Linked DNA regions of Mus musculus: region 2 is linked to region 1. Evidence: chromatin contacts called from public HiChIP or PLAC-seq data. All regions are on one chromosome and are shown on one strand. Each heading gives the region's core, a stretch centred on a gene start, on an enhancer-like site or on the middle of the called end of the contact. The rest is flanking DNA. Distances are from core to core; before and after follow the strand shown.

What was found. HiChIP or PLAC-seq counts read pairs in DNA pulled down with a chosen protein or histone mark.
Region 2: a Foxp3 HiChIP or PLAC-seq map of regulatory T cells shows a contact between it and region 1, with 13 times the contacts expected there. The contact joins two enhancer-like sites. A contact is called at or near these places in 6 of 484 Hi-C or Micro-C datasets (3T3-L1-derived adipocytes, CD4 T cells, CD8 T cells and 2 more), 2 of 115 datasets of contacts at active chromatin or transcription factors (both in regulatory T cells) and 1 of 9 other capture datasets (liver).

What each region holds. Positions count from the first base shown.
Region 1 is chr17:84,114,105-84,118,837 of GRCm38.p6, forward strand. No RefSeq gene overlaps it. Among named protein-coding and RNA genes, the nearest start is that of Gm35551, 33 kb to the left of the region's middle. Within about 2 kb of position 2,352, at least 178 of the 459 cell types and tissues checked have an H3K27ac peak or open chromatin away from gene starts, as enhancers often do. A contact at or near this core is called in CD8 T cells, Th2 cells and regulatory T cells, where this site is marked.
Region 2 is chr17:84,311,382-84,316,114 of GRCm38.p6, forward strand. The region is part of intron 28 of Thada (thyroid adenoma associated); the gene reads right to left. Among named protein-coding and RNA genes, the nearest start is that of Gm24492, 26 kb to the left of the region's middle. Within about 2 kb of position 2,345, at least 40 of the 459 cell types and tissues checked have an H3K27ac peak or open chromatin away from gene starts, as enhancers often do. A contact at or near this core is called in CD8 T cells, Th2 cells and regulatory T cells, where this site is marked.

The DNA of each region.
Region 1 (4,733 bases), core at 1,102-3,601:
GGGGGCGCTGTGAACTCAGTCACACGGCCCAGGCTTGGGGAGGGAGGAGGCCGCCACATGGTGAGGCCTACAGACTCTGAGCCTAGTTCCACCCCAGGGAGCTTGCCTGCCCGCGCTCAGCAGGGTGTGCACCTTCCCAGGCTCACCCACCCACCCTTCCCCCTCCTCTGAGGAAGGAGAAGGGACTATGCTGACCACTTGGCAGACGATGAGACCAAGGTCAGAGAATGCAAAAGAACTACCGGGGACTCAACAGCCTGCAGCAGACGCAGGTTGACTTTCATGCCAGTGTGTCAGCCCCATGTGGTTGGGGCAACCTTTGGGCCTTGTTGGCAAGTCTACCCTGTCCCCAGGCTGACACTGCATGGTGCAGAGGCTAGCGTGGTCAACCCCACGTTCATGAGAGGAAGGGCTGGCCAGGGGAAAGAGGTACATGTTCAGACTTAAGTGCCATTTCCACTGGCACCCGGCTTGCTGGTGCCCATCAGTACCCAGGTCCGACTGGAGAGGAAGGCAGGAGCTGCCAGGAAAACAGGGCACCACACACCTGAGGAAGGGACACCAGAACTGTGGGTTCCACCGGCAGCTCTCAGGAAAAACTGGAAACACGCACCAGTTTTTCTTTATAAGTTTTTCTTTATTCAAGAGGCTAAGGCAGGGGAAATTCTGAGCTCCAGGAGTGCTTGGGCAATTTAGTGAGAAGTCTTCCCAAGATAACAGTAGAATAAAATGCATTTTTAAGAGGTACTAGGCATGGTATTATACACCTATAGTCCTGTAAAATAAAATTAATGTTTGGTTTTTTTGTTTCTTAAGAGAGGGGAAAGAATTCAAAAGACAGGCAGCCCCAGGGTGTGCTCTTACCAACAAAGACAATCAGGGTTGAGTAGGATTAGAACCAGGTCTGCAGCCAAGGAAGGGGCACAGGAGAGCTGGCTAGGCTATGTTCTAGAACTTGGAGGTCTTAGGCAGACCACAGGCGGGAGTTTAGTAGTGGTGACCAAGTCTGAAGAGGTGAGGTGTGCCTCTTGGTTGACGAGAATTCAGCTCAGGGCAGAAGGGTACTTAAGAGCTTGGGGGCCTAGTCAGCTGGCCCTAACCCAACTAAGGAGTAGTCTCCTCTCTGAAACTCTCCTACTGACCTCTTCCCATGCCTTCTCAACCTCTCTATTATCACCACAATGCTTGCCTAGCACTGGCTGTGTGTGACAACAGAGCACTGAAGTCAGGGATGCTGCAGGAGAGACAGGAGGCAGAGGCGGACTGCGTGCTGGGCAGAGCTGCTGGCTCCTAGGGCCGGCTCCAGTGCACCCGGCGGCTCTGGGGCTCTGCTCTTCAGCTGATGGTGAAGACGATATGACCTTAGTGGTGGGCTCTCTTGCTTTTGTGGTTTCCTTTTCCACCTAAGGAACAATTTCTTTTGTTCCGGATAACTGAAGGGAAAGTGGATGCTGTTTAAAAGTCTAAACTTGAGGTGCTGTCTCATGGGGTCCCCTCGGTGGGCAGACATTTCTCCCTGCCCCTCCACTCACATTCCCCCTGACTCCTTGACCTGCCAAGCTCAGGTAGCCTCCTGGCACGAGGTGGAGATGGGGGGGGGGGGGGTGTGCCTCATATGATGCTCTCTCAGCCATCTCTTGCTATCCAGCTCCACTGGATAGAGAAGACGGGTGGGGACCCGCCCGGGGACCACCCTTCCATCCTGCCTCTGCTATGAAGTCCTGTGTGTGCATGGTCACTGCTCTGCTCATCCTCTGGTCCTTATATGGCAACATCCACAGGTTACCTTTGAGAACAAGGACAAGAAGGCAACAGATACAGGGTTGACCCTCAGCCCCCAAGAAGCTGCCATGCCACAGTCTGAGCCTAGGTGAGCTAAGAGACCCAACGACCCCATCCCAGAAGCTCTAGGGACACCAGGCCAACAACAGGCAGAAGTTGGGGAACCCAGGCCCAGGCCACAATGTGTGGGATTCAGGGCTTCCATCCAAGAATGCAATTTGGCATCCTTCCTAGGAGATATTCGGCTGAGAAAGGAGAGGGGGTAACTATGGCACATGGTAGAAAAGAGCCTTCTATGTTTAATCCCTATTGGTAGGCAGGGACCTGCACAGCAAAACCAGGGCTGGGCTGAGCCTCCACGAGGACCTCTTAGGGCCCCTGTGGAGATGCCCTGGTGGTCTTACAGGCCAGCTTGCCCAGGATATGCCAGGGCATTTAGGCTATGGTTCAGTGCCGAGAAGGAGAAGGCAGAGGTGGGTGATGTCACCCAGGATGAAGCAAGCGAGGCTACTGATAACATCGCCAGTCGGGCTCACTGTGGGCAAGGTGACTCATCCAGACAGCCAAAGCCACCAGGACATTGTTGTTGTGCCCAGCCGGTAGGACTGGGAGGAGTGGTGCAGCTGGAACAGGTCCCCACTGAGGCCTCAGTTTGAGACCTCAGAACACCATGTCCCCAACCTCCATTACCCCACCAGCTCAGGAAATAGCCCTCCCCGTGGCGGTTACCATTATCTTGGTCCCCAGCATTTGGTGGGTGTCTGTGGGGTGTGTCGGGTGATTTCCCTACCCGTCCACTGAGCACAGCAGGTACCAGAGATTCTAACAGCACACCAGTTGCTCCCCCCCACCCCCTCGGACAACTGTCTTTGGAGACAACACCGGATGGCAAACTGCTAACCATAACCACGTGGCACCCTCACAGAGGGTACAGCCTGTTCTCCTACTGAAGACACCTTTGAGCCTGCCCCTAACCCATGCATTTTTTTTTCCACCTCAGAGCCTGCTGAGGCCAAGGTTGTTCTTCCCCATCTGTGGGGAGTACCACAGACTGTTGTCCATGTGGAAAACTGAACAACTGCAGAAGGTACCGTTGAGCTTTGAGGTCTCATGACTATACGTGGTGGCCCCTGTTCCTTCTCGTTTCTAAAGTACTTCTCGTTCTTCTCAGCCGCCTAGAGTTGTCTCTTTGGCTTGCCTTTAGTAACTACCCTCCCACTGAACTTTCCCCCACTTAGCTGTTGTCTTCCACAGCCTAAGTTTCTTCATTCCTTCCTTTCTCCATCCCATGAGAGATCAGCATCCTTCTCAGTAAGGAACCAGAGAGACTAGGACCTCTGAGGGTTACAGTCTAGCTGGGGATTAATTAACTAATAAACAGATTAACTGGATGCATAAACTAAGTAGACAGTCCTGGTGGCACGGGCCTGTGATCCCAGCTACCTGAGAAGCTGAGGCAGGAGAATGGACTGTAGTGTAAACTCAAGGCTAGCTTGGGGAGCCTGTGGAGAACTTGTATCCAAATGAAAACATTAGGACACCCTGAATGGTGGCTCCCAGTTTAATCCCCCCAACACACACACACACACACACACACACACACACACACACACACACACACACTCAGGAAGCAGAAGCCTGCTGAAGTGTTTGAGGCTAGCCTAATCTGCATCACAATGTCTGGGCTAGCCAGGGCTACCTAGTGAGACCCTGCCTCAAAAGAAAAAGCAACAACAACAACAACAACAACAACAAAAATCAAGAAAAACAAAACAAAAAAAGGAGCCAGGGAATGTTGCTTAATGGCAGAGTGTTTGCTTGCCTGGCATCGCGTGTGTGAAGCCCTCAGCGAGATGATCCCAGATACTGAGGAAAACAAACCAGACCAACCACGGTATGCTATAGTAAAAGCCAGGCAGAGGGCAGAAGGTGCCAGTCAGGTCCTGCTCATCTGGGGCTATCTGAGAGCCCTAGAGGTCATCACCCAGGAGCTCTCCCAGCAAAGCCCCTCCCACCAGGTTCCCTTGCCAAGGGACATTCTCCACCCCAGAGAGGTTCTGCCAGGAGCCCATGGCATAGCCTGGAGCACTTGCTTCCTTCTCAACAAACAGGAGGCCTCTGAGGACTCCTCCAGGATGAATGAAGTCTCTCACCCCTCCATAGGCCCCAGCTAACAGGAAGCCATCAGGGGCCCCCAGGTGGGAAGGGCTGCTCTGCCATCTCTAAGCTACATACCAGGCAGGGGCCCTACTGTCACTGGGATGACTTTCTCACTTATAAAGGATGGGGTGGCATAGAGGCTCAAATGAAGGTCTGGCTATGAAGTTACCTAGCCCATAGTGGATGCTAAACAGTATTTCCCAGGATAGCACTTGGGGGAGAATGGTCATCGGGGAGGGTGGGGGGTGGTAAATGGGTCATTCAGAGCTTCGCCCTGTCACTACCCACAGTGGCTGGGGGTGGGGTGGAGAGGCACTCCCCATGACATCAGCAGGGTAAGAACCAGGCAGGAGATGCGTGAGGCCCTGGAACTGTCACACCACAGCCCAGCTCCACAGCCCAGCTCCGACTTCCTCTAGACAGGGCACCCAGCATGCAGCCTCTTTTCCTTCCTTCTGCATTTGGAAAGAGCTACCCACCCTCCAATCTAGTGCTGGGCTGGGGTTTGGTTCCCAAGACCCAAGTAAGGGGGTAGGGATCATATGCTCAGGTCCTGGGGGCAGGCAGTGACAGCCAGGTATCACCTGGCATTATCTGTGCTGTGGGGATTCTTGTACCCTTCACACTTGAGGACCCCAGGTCTTCAAGAAATACAGGCTATGAGCTCTGGGCAGCAGAAGAGAAGCCTGGCAGGGTAGAGGCCTGGAGAGGGGTAGAAGCTGGGACCATGGCAGCAGAAGCAGTCTGAGGCTGGGTGGAGAGAGGCTGGGTGGGTTCCTGTCCCACAGATG
Region 2 (4,733 bases), core at 1,095-3,594, 200 kb after region 1:
CTTTCACACTCACCACGGCTCGCTCGCTCGCTCTCTGTCTCTGTCTCTGTCTCTGTCTCTCTCTCTCTCTCTCTCTCTCTCTCTCTCTCTCTCTCTCTCACACACACACACACACACACACACACACACACACACACAAAATCATTTCTGTATGAACAGAATGGCGGATTGGGACACAGGGCAACAGAGGAGAGAAAGAGTAGACATTGAGTGGAAACCACAGTCAGCCTATCAGCACACGACACAGACGGGACACACGGGAAGGGCAGCCAAGGCTTCAGTTGGTACCTGTGAGTTCCTTCCCAGCTTTTAACTTGGCTCTGACAACTCACCCAGTTTCTTACTTATTTCCTTTAAAACAATTAAATATTTAACCTGTAATTGGTAAACACAGTAGAATATCTGTCTTGGCCTATAGGGACAGAAGTTCATTCAACAAAGAAAATATTTTGAAAATGCTTTGCAATTAGCAAATGATTTCACATTGCACAGCTATTATTTTGAAGCTTCCTAGTCTGTCCCCAGCCCCAACTCACACCCTGTGTTATAGGGTTTTATGTTACCAAAAGGGATCTTATATATAAATGTTCCCTTTCAATTACAATGAAATGATTATAGATATTTAGTTTCCAATTAGCAGCAGCCTTACACTAAAGAATGGCCCTCCCTCTACTCTCGACCTTTTCCAAAATGGCATTTATACAGGGGAAAGTAGGACAATGTCAGAACTTCCACTTTTTTTTTTCCTGCCTTAGGTACTTACTAAACTCATAACCTTTCATACCATTGTGTTAATAAACAGAACTAAAATTATCCTAAAACAGTAATGCATGTTTACTCGTCATGCTAGTCCACGGTTTTAATCCCAACAACCTAAGAGGAAGAGATCATTATGTAGAGCTAGCCTGCTCTACAGAGCAAGTTCTAAGGCTTGTTCCCTCAGACCAGCCTGGTGCAAAGAGAGAACTGACTTTCACACATGTGCTATGGCATGTATGTACCCAAACCCATATATACTCACAAAATAAATAGATGCAATTTAAAAAAAAATTTTAAAGCAATGCATTTGCTAAAGATGGAAATTTATAAAGTAAAATTTAATTAATAGCATTCATCATGAAGCAAGTCAAAAGTAATTTTACAATCTTCTAGTATAAATTACATAAGCAGGAAGTTAGATTACAGTTAAAAACAGATATATGTACATGTGTATACACACATATAAACACTAAGCAAAAATACACTTGCAGGTTTGTTTTGACAGTTGTTGGGGACAAGGACAGGAATATGTTAGAAAATTTAGGCTAGATGGTGGTGGTGCACGCCTTTAATCCCAGCATTTGGGAGGCAGAGGCAGGCAGATCTCTGTGAGTTCGAGGCCAGCCTGGCCTACAGCGTGAGTTCCAGGACAGCTAAAGCTACACAAAGAAACCCTGTCTTGAAAAACAAACAAACAAACAAACAAACAAACAAACAAACAATAGAATCCAAGGACTATTAAAATAGAAAACCACAGAAGTGGTTTCTCATCCCACTTTGAACACTAATAAACTTTGTGATTCAGCTATGTCCCAAGACTTCCCCTCACTAAACTTGCTCATAAATACCAGCAACTGTGGTCTGCTTTCCATACAGCTCAGCTATCTGCTCTTGGAAAATGGTGCCCACTAATGACTGAGACAACCCTACCTTCCAGGGTCCCTCTGAAGCCTAGGGGAGGAGCAATAGTTTCCAAGTTACACTATTAAACAACTCTTCATTGCTGCTTCATTTGGAATGCCTTTGGAATGTGCGTTGACCCTGGGGCCATTGGATAACTTATTTCTCTCCATCTGAATTCTAACAGGGCGTGTGCTCTTTTGTCAACCTTGCTGCACTACCTCTGGTCAGAGCCATTGCTTTCATCCCTACGAAGTTATTACAAGCGCACAGCCCTGTCTGTGTAAGCTCGCAGGATGCATCTCATTTACCCTTTCTTCCCACGGCAACCCCTGGCCACTACCTTGTCTACAATACTGAATGACACTGAGAACAGAGACTTGAGAGCATGTTCTGGAATCTAGCATGCCTTGGTGTAGATTCAAGTACTCTCACTAGTGAGGGTCTTAGGGAAAGTCAACAGATTTTCTAAGATTTGCTTACCTTTTAAGGCTACTGTGAGCTCAAATAAGGTAACGAACGGAAAACACAGTGCCCACCAGATGAGCGGCAACCGGTTATTATAATCTGACAGGTAGGGTCATCTGAGAACTTAAAGCTTCTGTGAGCAAGTATATTCTCTGTTTGTCTCCAGTGTTCTCTGTGTCAAAACAGGAAACAGAGCCTTGCCTGTACCAAACATCCTGCACGTGCTCACAGAGCCCCACCCTCACTCTCCATCCTGTACCAAACATCCTGCACGTGCTCACAGAGCCCCACCCTCACTCTCCATCCAAATAAGCTGCACAGCAGAGAAGATGCTTCAGTCTCTCTGGGCCAACTGACTGCTCTCACACCTTTATTCTCCAGGCCTAGGGCTCAAATTTATCATGCACGGTTCACTCCACTGCTATTACAGCAAAGATGTTTTCCATTGAATGCTGTCCCAAATCTTGCCTTTAGAAAAATGTGTGCATGTATAGAAGAAATAATTAAAAGAAAGTTTGCATCCAATAAATTAAAAAAAATCTATATACATTTGTGAATGTCATCTTCACATTCTCAAAGCATTCAGTGATGGTCCAGGCTAACAGGTTCTCTTTAGACCCCTAAACCTGCTTCTAATTCATCAAATGATCTCCTGCCAACTGCACTGGCCTTTTCCTGCCCACTTGCATTGGTAGCTAGGACTTAACAACTGCACTTACATCCTCTACTCAGTTCGTCACGGGTTTCTCCATTCAAATATACCAAATATAAATGAATCAGGACTTTTGGAGTTTTGGAGCTAAACTGAAAAAAAAAAATCCTTCCTTCGGATTAATGAGTGAGGAATAAGAACTGTAGATACTTGCTAAGCTAAAAACTGCACATTGTCAGGTCTGATGAGCAAAACAAAACAAAAATATCATGTATCTGCAGGTAAATCGGTGATTGTATGTAAGTTAACTGTGACTGACATAACAAAACCACATGAAGAAATGCTGACACTATTAAGCCACAACAGAACATGAGAGAAGGACGATGTGATCCCTTGGGGCTGGGCCTTAGGAGATGCATGATTCTGCAGTCACCCGCACTCTGCTGCGTGGTTGCTAGGCCTTACCCAGATGCTAATTTTTAAACTAAAATGGCAGCTGCACACCCCTTCAGCAGCACCCAGCCACCGCATGTGGCAGACACATGCATGCAGAGGTAGCCGCGGCTGATGGCTGCTTGCATGCACACCATTCCTTTCAGTGCTGGGCAATGGCATGTACAGTGCTGGGCAATGGCATGTACAGTGCTGGGCAATGGCATGTACAGTGCTGGGCAATGGCATGTACAGTGCTGGGCAATGGCATGTACAGTGCTGGGCAATGGCATGTACAGTGCTGGGCAATGGCATGTACAGTGCTGGGCAATGGCATGTACAGTGCTGGGCAATGGCATGTACAGTGCTGGGCAATGGCATGTACAGTGCTGGGCAATGGCATGTACAGTGCTGGGCAATGGCATGTACAGTGCTGGGCAATGGCATGTACAAGTCCCCCAGAGAAGGATGGAAAGGGAATGTGCAGTATTTATGTCCACAGTGCACGTTCATTACTCAGAATTACTTCTTCAATAATGAAGAGATGCATGGCTTTTAAATGCTAATGCCTGATTCCCTGCCCTTACAGAGACAGAGACAAAATATAATTTTCATAGTTCACCTGATATTTCATCTCAATCATTCACCACTTGTTTGTTTTTTTTCCCATAATGAATAACATTTGAAACTAAAGTTCTGAGATTCCAGTAGTGTTTTAGACAGCTGGGAAGAAGATTTTCTCTGTAGTTGTGACACACAGTTTCCCTTAGTAAGAACTCTTTCCCAGGTCAAGAAGAACGCTTTGGAAGGATGTCCACACAAAGATATTGGACCCCCTTAGACCTAGAGATTTAGGAAAAATATTTTCAGTCTTACCCAAAAGAAAAATGAAGTGCTCTAAATATCTAAAGATGTAACACAGACTATCACCCTGCCATTCAGTGGGCTCCAGCTTGCTGGCATCTCCCCTACAACAACTGGAAAAGCATTGCCAGATCTACCTTGGGGGCTCACAGGCTGGAATGAGCGTTGTAGAAGAGCCGAGGGTGCAGATTCTGCAGCCTGAGACGACGACGATAAGCTGCACAGCCCTCTCGGAGGCAAAGCTCTTCCTAACTGCCCTGCTCTATCTACAGGGACTAAAAAAGGCGCCTGCAGATTCTACTGTGGTTCTGCACATAGCACCAGCTCTCAGGGTGTCTCCCTTTCTCGAAGGTAGTGGACAGGCGTGGAAGCCAGCTAAACAGGCTGGCCTTCTGCTGGTGTTATACTGCCAGGAGTTCTAATTCTCAAAGTGACTTAGAACACTTGTACCTCGCATCATCAACCTGGGAGAATGGTCTGTGCTCACAATGAATGACTTTCTAGGTCTTAGAGGACTATGGCTCAAGGAACAGCCAGAGGCTGGGCCGGGATGGAGATAATGGCTAGACTGTAAAAAAAGATGAGAAAGAAAAGAAAAGAAAAGAAAAGAAAAGAAAAGAAAAGAAAAGAAAAGAAAGAGGGAGGGAGGGAGGGAGGG